2 separate regions of the Rattus norvegicus genome follow, and region 1 is linked to region 2. Evidence: chromatin contacts called from public Hi-C data. All regions are on one chromosome and are shown on one strand. Each heading gives the region's core, a stretch centred on a gene start, on an enhancer-like site or on the middle of the called end of the contact. The rest is flanking DNA. Distances are from core to core; before and after follow the strand shown.

Region 1 (4,883 bases), core at 1,981-4,480, 320 kb before region 2:
GGGTGGGGCTTGAGTGGTTATTCTGTCATTTCAGGGTAACAAGGAGTTATAAGAGTTCTGCCCACAGCCAATATGTGACACTGAGAGAATGTAGGCTCTTGATGGTCTATGCAAAAGATGTTCTCCTTGCCTTGCAGCTTAGAAAGTGTGAAACAGGGGCTATCTCATGCACGGACACTTCATCTGGGATTCCTGTTGTAAAAGATAAAACCTCAAGGGGCTGGGGAGATAGCTCAGTAAATAAAGTGCTTGCTTTGCAAGCATGAAGATCCAAGCTTGATCCCCAGGATTCGTGTAATAAAGGTGGGTGTGGTAGCATTCACTTAATAAACCCAGCACTGGGAAGGCGGAGACAAAAGGATGTCTGGGGATAGCAGACCAATCAGTCTAGACTAATTCATGAGCTCCAAGCCAATGAGAGATCCTGTCTCAAAAGAGGTGAGTGGTATCCCTGCAGATAGTAACTGAGGTAGTCTTCTTGCCTCCACACACACACACACACACACACACACACACACACACACACACACACGCACACACACACACTTGCATACAGGACTTCAACACAAGCTGACTTTTGTGAACAGGGGCTTCGCTAGGAAGCATTGGGAACAAGCAAAAGAAACTTAGTCTAGGTACTTATTCGGATGCCATTTAATCATAGGGAGAAACTAAAGTCAAGGTCCCAGGCTCTAGGGCAACTGGGGACTTCCCAACAGCTGAACAGCTTCTGTCGTAAACAGTCGTCTGAGTCCAGACATCACAGGGACTACTTGTAAGGAGACAGTTGTCTGAGTCCAGTCATCTCAAGGACAACTTCTCTGTCTTGCTGGCAGTGTCAAACAAGTCCATGTTCCCAGGCCTAGGAATGAACTATCCCACTTTTCCAAATGTTTTCTTAATTGTTTGTTAACCGGTAGAGAAAATGGAAATTGCTGTTATCTAAACCAAAGGTGCATACGTTGTAAAAAATATAAAACAAATTACCTGTTATGCCCTAATTAACTGCATGCAGCTGACTTGCTCCTTTCTCCCCTTATCATTCTGAGCTCTGGACCAAATGTCTTGGAGGATGAATAAAGGACCTTGAGCTCCAGACCTAATGTCTAAAGAATGAATTAAGGACCTTGAGGCCAGGTGCCCTGGACATGGCCCAATTTCCAACAGGTACTACCTTGTTTAACCCATGTCAAAATACAATTGGGTAACACTGCAGCTCACCCCAGCTTCCCTCTTGCTTTGTGTTCCCATTCTTTAAAAATGTTGTACAATCTCCCTTTGGGGCCACGGTTCAGACCACGAACTGGCCACCTCCCTGAGCGCTCAGAAAATAAAGCTTTCATTTTTAAGCTTCCATATCTGAAGTATGAATTTTCTCAGCTTCCACCCTAAACCCAACAGGTTCAGGTGCTGTTTTGGGTAAGACTGGTTCAAATTCCACATCACTGTCTGGTTTCTCTCCTGCAGGACTGATCCTGTTCTCAGTCCCTTGCCCCATAGCTCCAGCAACTCATTCTCTCAAGTTCAAATCTGGCTTTAGGGTAGAAGCCGAGATAGAATCACATGGCCTGGCGGATGCAACTTCGTTGGCTCAAGTCATAGGCCAACCAGTCCACAATGGAAGAGCCGTGGTCAGCTTGGGGATGTGTTTAACTGTCAGGGACTGGAAGAAGCAGGGTGAGGACTGGAGGGTCCACTTACCTATCAAGAGTGGGGGAGGAGCTGTTCCCCAAAGACATTTAGAGATGGGTCCTCTACTGCTAAGATAGCAAGTGCACACTACTGGGAGATCTTCCCTCCTGTGTTTAATTCATGTAGCACAAGACCCTTCTTTTTTGTGCAATCTTCTCTTCTTACCTAACAAGTTCCTGAGGGGGCCTGAGGAGCAGTCATCTTACTGCACAGTCATTTGTCTTCCTCCCTGCACTTCCGTTGCCCTTGGGACTACATCAGTCATCGGCAACAGGCTGCATCCAGGATTAGTTATCTTTTCATGTATTTGTTCCGTGGTCGGATCCTGGAGAGCAGAGGTCATGTCTTATTCATCTTGTGTCCCCCTTTGCACTTTGCCTGCTGTTCGGGGGGCATAGTGAGATAGTCTATAAATCTGTTGACAGATTGAACGACTGATTTATATGCTGCTAGAGCCAGAGGTAGATGGAATCTTGATTCGACTACAAAACTACAGAGAAAAAGACCTGTGTTCACCACATCATTTCTGAGAGATTGCTGATCTTCTCTGGACTAAATAATGTTGCTGAGGTCAAGATAAATACCTTCTGTGAAGCCCAGCCTCGCTACTGCTGTCATTTCTATTTCTAAGGGATTGAGTGAAGGCCAGAGGAATGTTGGTCTTAGCTGCCCAGCTCCCTGAGGAGATCATATCTTCTGACGAAGGCTCTGTAAAAGGGAACAGGTGCAGAGGTGGGGGAAAGCGATCGTGGGACGAGGGAGCAGGTGTCAGTCTTCAGAGGCTCCGCCCCAGGCAAAGAGCCAGAGCCCTAGGGACCTGCCACTGACTCTGTGATGTTCCCAGGCTTTAATAGATTTTGTTTGCAGCCCTCTGTTAGTTTTGGGAATTCCTGTCTACTTTCTGGAACCCCTCATAACCCAGCACACATAACATGGAGAGCAGAGAGGATGAGGGATCAAAATTAGATCACTTTGGGTGCTCAAATACCCTCCTTAAAAGGCTGCTCTGGTTCAGAAGACACAGTGACTAATTTTGCAAATGCCTTGCAATCCATTCGAACCAGGAGATTTGTTCCTTTGTGACTCGTGCCCACAAACAACTTTCAAAGAGGGAGACCCAGTGACTTGCTCAGCCTTTCAGATGCTTCTAGCCTGTCACCAATCACAAATGTCACAATGTTAATGAAGGGGAAGGGTGAAAAAGTGTTGTTGGTAATAGACGAGTAAAACAGGAGGTGGTAATTGGAGCAGAGAAGGAAGGACGCAGACCCGAGGCGAGTAAGAGGTCAAAAGGGGGCTCGAGAAAGGAGTGTAGCCAAATTTGTGACTGCACGGGCCACCCAGTGTCTCGCCCTCCACGCAGTCAGCCTGAGGCGAGGAGGCGGGGCTCGGTTTGAGTCTCCGCCCCATGCCTCGCCCTTCCTAGAAGACCCCGCCCTCAGATGATCCCGCCCCACTGCGAGGAGTCTTTCAGCCCAGGCCCCGCCTCCGAGCCCAGAAACTCCGCCCTGCACCCAAATCCCGGAAGCGAGAGTTGCTCCGCCTCTTCCGAGCCGGGTCGCGACCTTGAGGCTGGGAGTCGGGTTTCGGAGCGTGCCGGGCCTTCGCCCGCCCTGCAGCCCCCTTTCTCACCATGGCCGCGGCCCGGAACCTGCGCACCGCGCTCATATTCGGAGGCTTCATCTCTATGGTCGGAGCCGCCTTCTACCCTATCTACTTCCGGCCCCTTCTGCGGCTGGAAGAATACCGTGAGTGACCTCTGACCCCGCGCAGTGGCTGCTCCCAGCGCTACCCCGAAGTCTTTAAGCCCCTACCCTAACTGTTCAAGGAGTACTGAGGAAGGAGGTGGACTTAGGAGTGAGGCTACCCAGGGTCCAGGCTCGCCCAGTGCAGCCCGGTGATCTCGGACAAGTGGCCCCACCTCCGACCTTCAATGTTAAGAGTCTAAATAATCAGTTGCAGGATCAGCCACAGAACTGGAGCATCTTAGGGGTCACAGAGGTGATGTGTATGAAAGCAGCCTGCACACAGCAGGTCAACACTAACACTAGTTCACACACAGTTACTATATACTGAATATTTAATGTGTCAGGTTAGTCATATATCGAATCATTGAATTTGCACAGCCTTCCCTTGAGGTAGGTACTACCCATTTTACAGATGGAGGTCACACAGCTAGTAAGTGGTGGGGGAAATGTTCCAACCCAGTCTTCTGCCTGCAGAGCCCTCCCCTCCATTCACCCAGGCTGAGATGGTACTTTAGTGGGAGCCTTGATCATCCTGAGTTGAAAGGTGTTTTTATGGTGCATCATTGCCGTCCCCTAAGATGTCTTGGAGCGGAAATATTTCAAAGCTAAACTGTTAACCTGGGTTTTGAGTTTTTCCTCAAATCGTTTTTTTAGATTCTGCTGGTTTCCTTCGTTTTAAGCTGGTTGCTCACATGACAATGGTGAATGCCGGGGGAGTCATTTTTTTCCTTAATCATTCAGGTCCTATCATTCTAAAAGCCAAACTCTCCTTCCTGGAGACCTATACCTCAGCAAGGATTAGCACTTTGATACATCTGAAGCCATCTGTCAGAGAGGAGAGATGAGGCATTAGAGGATCATTTTGTTCTCCAGGAACCTGAACCATCTTGAAGATGAAGAGGGCCAGCCCAGCCCCCTGGGGAATATTAGCCGGAGCTGAAGCTTGGCGGTTTGACGCTTCATGTAAATGCTCTGACCATCTCTAGTGCTGTAGCACTTGGGTTCCAGAGGCAAAGCAGTTTCAAGTACACACACGAATCCCCTGGCAGCAGCTTTTTACCAGCTCAGACTGAGACGGTCTCTGTGCTTCCTGCCTACAAGTCCTTCTGCATACCCCGTGTGTGGAAGGAACATGGGCTGTGTAGGGTCCTGCAGAATTCGTCTCCATCCTTTTCCCTTGCTGGGTCCATGCCCCGGGCTATTTTATTACAGCTTCTAGAGTTGGACTCGAGACAGAAAGATCTGCTGTGGGTTCCCTTCGAAAACTCCCAGTTCTGAAAACGGGTATGGTTCTTAGCCAGTGTGCTATCTATCTGGAGTTGGTTTTGCTTGTCACAGCTAAGGGACAGAAGGGGAGGTGAGTAGGTTATTAGTATCTACTAGATAGGATCCAGGATAAATTTTCCATGATGCACAGAAGTCACCTGTGAGGAAGCATCAAAG
Region 2 (4,544 bases), core at 1,812-4,311:
AGGAAACAACACAGGCTTGGAGTTTCGAGTGCCTACTCTGCCCCCTGAGCTTCAAGAAGGGCAGCAGGCTAGAATTGCAAGTAAAGGAAGGGGAGGGACAGCGTGGGAATCAATCAGTCAGGAGAGTTAGGCAGCTAGCACAATCTTGGAGCTCAAAGTAGTAACGTGAGAAGTAGTTGAATTTTCAAGAACTTGGGCCCAGTGGCATATAATCAGGGCATCAAATCTGACAACCAAAGATTGATCCCTGGAACCCACATAGTAGGTGAGAATAAACTTAGCAAGTTGTTCTTTGACCTCCACGTGTGCTGTGGCCTGTGCATACCCACACATATAAAAAAAGACAAGGTAACTTGATCTTTTAAAAAGAATGAACCTGGCTCTCGTTCTGCCTCTGGTTTCCAATCTTCTAGTGTATGTGAACCTCTTCTGTTTGCACATACTTTTATTATTGTGACACCATCTGTTGAGGAGGACTTGCGGCAGTCAAACAGATGTTAGCATCATTTGCTCCTGCACCCTCCAAAGCTGGGAGCAATATTAGCTTCCTTTCTTTACATATTACTGATTAGAAAACAGACTAGTAGATCTGACTAGCATGATTTTCCTTGGTGGAATCCAGGATGTGCGATATAAAAAGGCAAAAGTAATTCCAAGGTCCCCTTCTGTGAGAGCAAAGGAATTGGCTTTATTGAGAAAACACTGTAGGTGGAGCTGATGAGTTGAGATTAGTTTTATGACTAACAAGGCTTTCCAAGGTCTCATGGCCGTCGGTCCAACATTAGTGTCACAGACCACACTAGGTTTTAAATTCATTGGGATGACCATGGCTCTGAGGAAATGTTTAAAGGCACTTTACTTCTGCAGCACTTTCTTGTTCTGGGTGAGACTTGTTTTGACATAGCATATTAAATGGCCATACGTCTTTTTTAAAACGTCAAGTAAATAATCAAAGTAACAGGCAAACGCATATTGCATACCCTTATAAACCTTTATAAAGCAAAGCTTGATTTCAACCAGGAGACATTAGCTACTAGAGGGTTCACTGTCCTTTAAATGTCAAAGTTCAATCTTTATTTGTGGGTGCATGATGACAGCAAGATACTAGTCCTGCACAGCACCACACCAGTCTGAAAAGTGGCGGACTGAAGAAAGTTCTGACACCTCTTGAGCAAGTAAATAATTCAAGAAGGGTGCGTGGAGAACAGCAGCCACTAACGTATCTGATGAAACAGTACCTAAAATGGGATGCTTACTACAAAAGTATAGAAAGAGGAAGGAAACAAAACTGGCACTTTAAGTCATATGGGGGAGAGAGGAGACAGAAACTGGTATCTATGTAGGACAGACTAAGGGGTAGATATTTAAATCGTGTCCTCGTACCACAATACAAACGTGTGAGATCGTCAAGCTCAGCTTTCCCGGAGCCTTGCCCGGCTCACAAAGCCATCGAAGACACTATAAAGAAAAAACCACCCATTGCTAGCACAGTTAAGGGAATCCAAACTTGTTGTAAAGCAAGTGAAGTGGAGGCCAGACTAGGTGACTCAGATGTATGACTCAAAGCCGACACGGGGCTGTCTGTCAGCTCCCGGAGGCGGGGGGCACCGCGTCTGTCACATTTCAGGAAAGTACCAGGCTCCGGAGGGCGACAGGAAGCTTCCCTGGCGCGTGCGTGAGTGTGCCAGGACGGCCTCCGCCAGCCGCTCCCCGCCACACGCCCACCGCCCCGCCTTGCGGGCCAGCCCGACCCTGCCTTTCGCGCCCCGGCACGCGCGCCGGGAGCCGCACGAGACGAACACCTGTCGGGGCCCCGCTCCGCGAGATTTAGGGCGCACGACCAGCCGCCCGCGGGTGGGTAGGAGAGCGCATTCTCGCGAGGTTTAGGAAATTTCCCACGGCCCGTGTTGTGTCTGAGCCGAGCGGTGGAAGGAGGTGTAGCGTGAGACTCGGCTGCCCGCATTGCGCACATGCGCAGTGGCGCGAGCGCGCCGCGCCAATCCTGCGGCGCTTCGGAGAGGGTTTCGGGCGGTCTAGTCCAGTTTTCCGGGTTTTGTGGCTCCCTGCGGGAGGCAGTACAAGAGCTGGGAATCTCTTGGAAAGCAAAGGGCCGGGAGGGGGAGCAGGGAGGATCGCAGGTAGGGGAGGGGAGGGGCTGGGCTCTCGGCCTCCACCTGCCTAGGAGGTGTTCCAGGCAAGCAGCGGGCGACAGGGTCAGACCACCTCCGGAGGAGCTGCTTCTAGGCGGTCACCTACACGCCTGCACCTACACCTCCATCCTGCAAGCTGGCTGTTGCCTTGAGTTCCTAGGCAGCCGGAGCTCGGCGGGTAGCTCGCTCCCAAGTGCCTAGGCTTGAAGTGTGGCTCGTAGTGGTGGCTCTGGGGAGAATCATTCGGGGCTCTGGCGTGTGGGTGCAAGGTGGACATCTGGGGGGCGCCTTTGTCAGAGGCTGACCTCGGGATGACCTCGTCTCCCATCGGGGAGAAGCGGCGACAGCCACAGAGCTTTTAGCTCCCAAAGCTTTTCGCCTGCAGAGCTCTGGAAAGGGTCAGGCCACGCGGCAGTCATGCCTATCTCACCACGTGTGCGGGTAGTGCAGGAGCAAATGAATGAAGACGGTCGCTGGCAGGTCACGGGGACCGGACAGAGATCCGGTCCTCACCGCTCCGGCACCTGATACGGAGATTAGAATAAGGGAGGTGTCCAGTGAGCGTCCGAATGAATGAAAAGGGCTGGGAACCCGCTGCGAGCGGGAAGCCACTTGGAATACACCCACTTGAGGAGGTGTCTCATCTAGGCCTGTGAAACGCTCACATTTTCCCAGGACCCCTCCTCCCGGCCCTTGGGCCCCGCCTCCTGACCCCTCTAGTCTTGGTCCCCGTAGTAATGCCCTCCGGTTTTCCTCAGTCTCCACGTACGTCCCCGAGGGCGCGTCCCAAAACCCGGATAACCGGAGCGCTCCCCATGGACTACACGAAGGGCTCGTCCGCGGAGGAGCGGCCTGCGCATGCTCCATCGTCGGGGTAGGTTTCCAGGGAAGGCAGTGAACAGGATCCCTTAGTCCGCGGGCGGCGCGAGGTGGCTGGCTCCTGGCGGCGGCGGAGCAGGGAAAGACGGCGCGGGGGCCGGGTGGCAGCGATCAGCGAGGCCGAGGGAAGGGGCGGGGGAGAGGAGCAGGGAAAGGCGGCGGGGGGAATCTCGCGAGGGTTGGAGTTTTGGCGAGAGTTTGTGGAAGATGGCGCCTGTTGTGACAGGGTAAGTCTGAGGGGGCAGCGAGTGCTGGGAACCGGGAAAGTTGCGGGCGTCTGACTGCCTGCGGTAGGCAGCGGGCCGAGGCTGCGCGGCGCGCCTGGGCTCGGGAGGCGGCGCGGGCGGCGACGCGGCCGCGCGGGGTGGTGCGGGACTCTTGGTGCGCCGCGGTGGAGCGGGCTCCGGCGCGTGAGGGCGGGCGGTGACGAGGCCGGCGGCTGCGGGCGGAGTGCGGCCGGCGCGCGGGGCCGTGGGCACCGTGCCCGCCGCGCGCCTCCTTGGCCGGCCTGGCCGGGATCCCAGCGCAGCTTTGTTCCCTGTGGCCCGCGTCGCCTGTCCGCCCAGCCGCTGCCCTGGGCGCCCGAGCGCTTTGTCTCTGCGCGCTGCCCCCCGCGACTCTGCCCCCGGCCCTTTGTTTCGCCGCCTTAGGCGATATGTGGGAGCTGCTGCGCGCCCCGCATCCCGTCTGCACCTCCACTCCACTGTCCTTCCTCCCGTGCCCCTTTGTTGTATCCCTCTCCTCAGTAGCCGGGTGACCTGCCACAGCCCTGGCACCAGGTTCCTGCCTTTCTTTCTTCCATTGTCTTTTCTCGTGTGTATCCCCTCTCACCTTTTTCTCTTTGGTCCTTAGTCACCCCCCAGAGGCTTTGTCTCCCCCATGTAGTGTCTCATTCTCTTAGCTCCCCTTCCCCTCGCGTCACTGCTTGCTTGATTTATCCACTGCCCACTGTGTCTGTCTGTTGAACTGTCTCAGCCCGGGGGACTCCATCTGGTGCTTCTAAGTGCACACAGACTCTACGGTTTGCTTTTGTTGTTTGAGTCTGGGAGATGCTTGGGGATACTTAAGTTTGCTCCTCCGCGTCCCTGCTCCCCCCCCCCCCCCCCGCACCTCTTTTTCTCGGGATCACACCCCTACCCACCCCCGTCCGCCTTTCTCTTGGGATTAAAACGATCCCACTTTTCTTTGCCATCTTTCTGGGCCCGTGATTGTTTTGCTTGGTAACAGTAGCGCTGGAAAAGGATCTAGATTTCTTGATGGCTATTGCTCTCCCATCACTGGCTTCTGACGGCCCAGGCCAAGAGCATCCGCTGTAGCGTTTCACCTGGGTTACCTGAGGGTTGATGGGAGGGTATATTTTAAAACTGTTATAAGTAGGCTCAAAGGTACTTTTTTTCTTGTTGGTGTTGGAGAATAGTTCCAGATATTCTCCAGTGGATATGCGTTTGATGTGAATAGGTGAGTGAATTTTGATGTTGAAAATTTGTGAATGTTGGGATGGAGAAGTTACCTTTT

What was found. Hi-C and Micro-C count contacts between places; a contact is called where the count stands out from the background.
Region 1: a contact with region 2 is called in a Hi-C map of Schwann cells, with 2.5 times the contacts expected there. The contact joins the promoter of Smim20 here to the promoter of Rbpj in region 2. A contact is called at or near these places in 3 of 12 Hi-C or Micro-C datasets (the A7r5 cell line, Schwann cells and prefrontal cortex) and 1 of 1 datasets of contacts at active chromatin or transcription factors (oligodendrocytes).

What each region holds. Positions count from the first base shown.
Region 1 is chr14:61,933,879-61,938,761 of GRCr8, reverse strand. Smim20 (small integral membrane protein 20) reads left to right here and starts at 3,230. Exons shown (of 3, transcript NM_001134639.2): 1 at 3,230-3,440. The coding sequence starts at 3,326.
Region 2 is chr14:61,613,777-61,618,320 of GRCr8, reverse strand. It overlaps Rbpj (recombination signal binding protein for immunoglobulin kappa J region), which reads left to right and starts at 3,061. Exons shown (of 11, transcript NM_001414973.1): 1 at 3,061-3,256. The coding sequence starts at 3,237.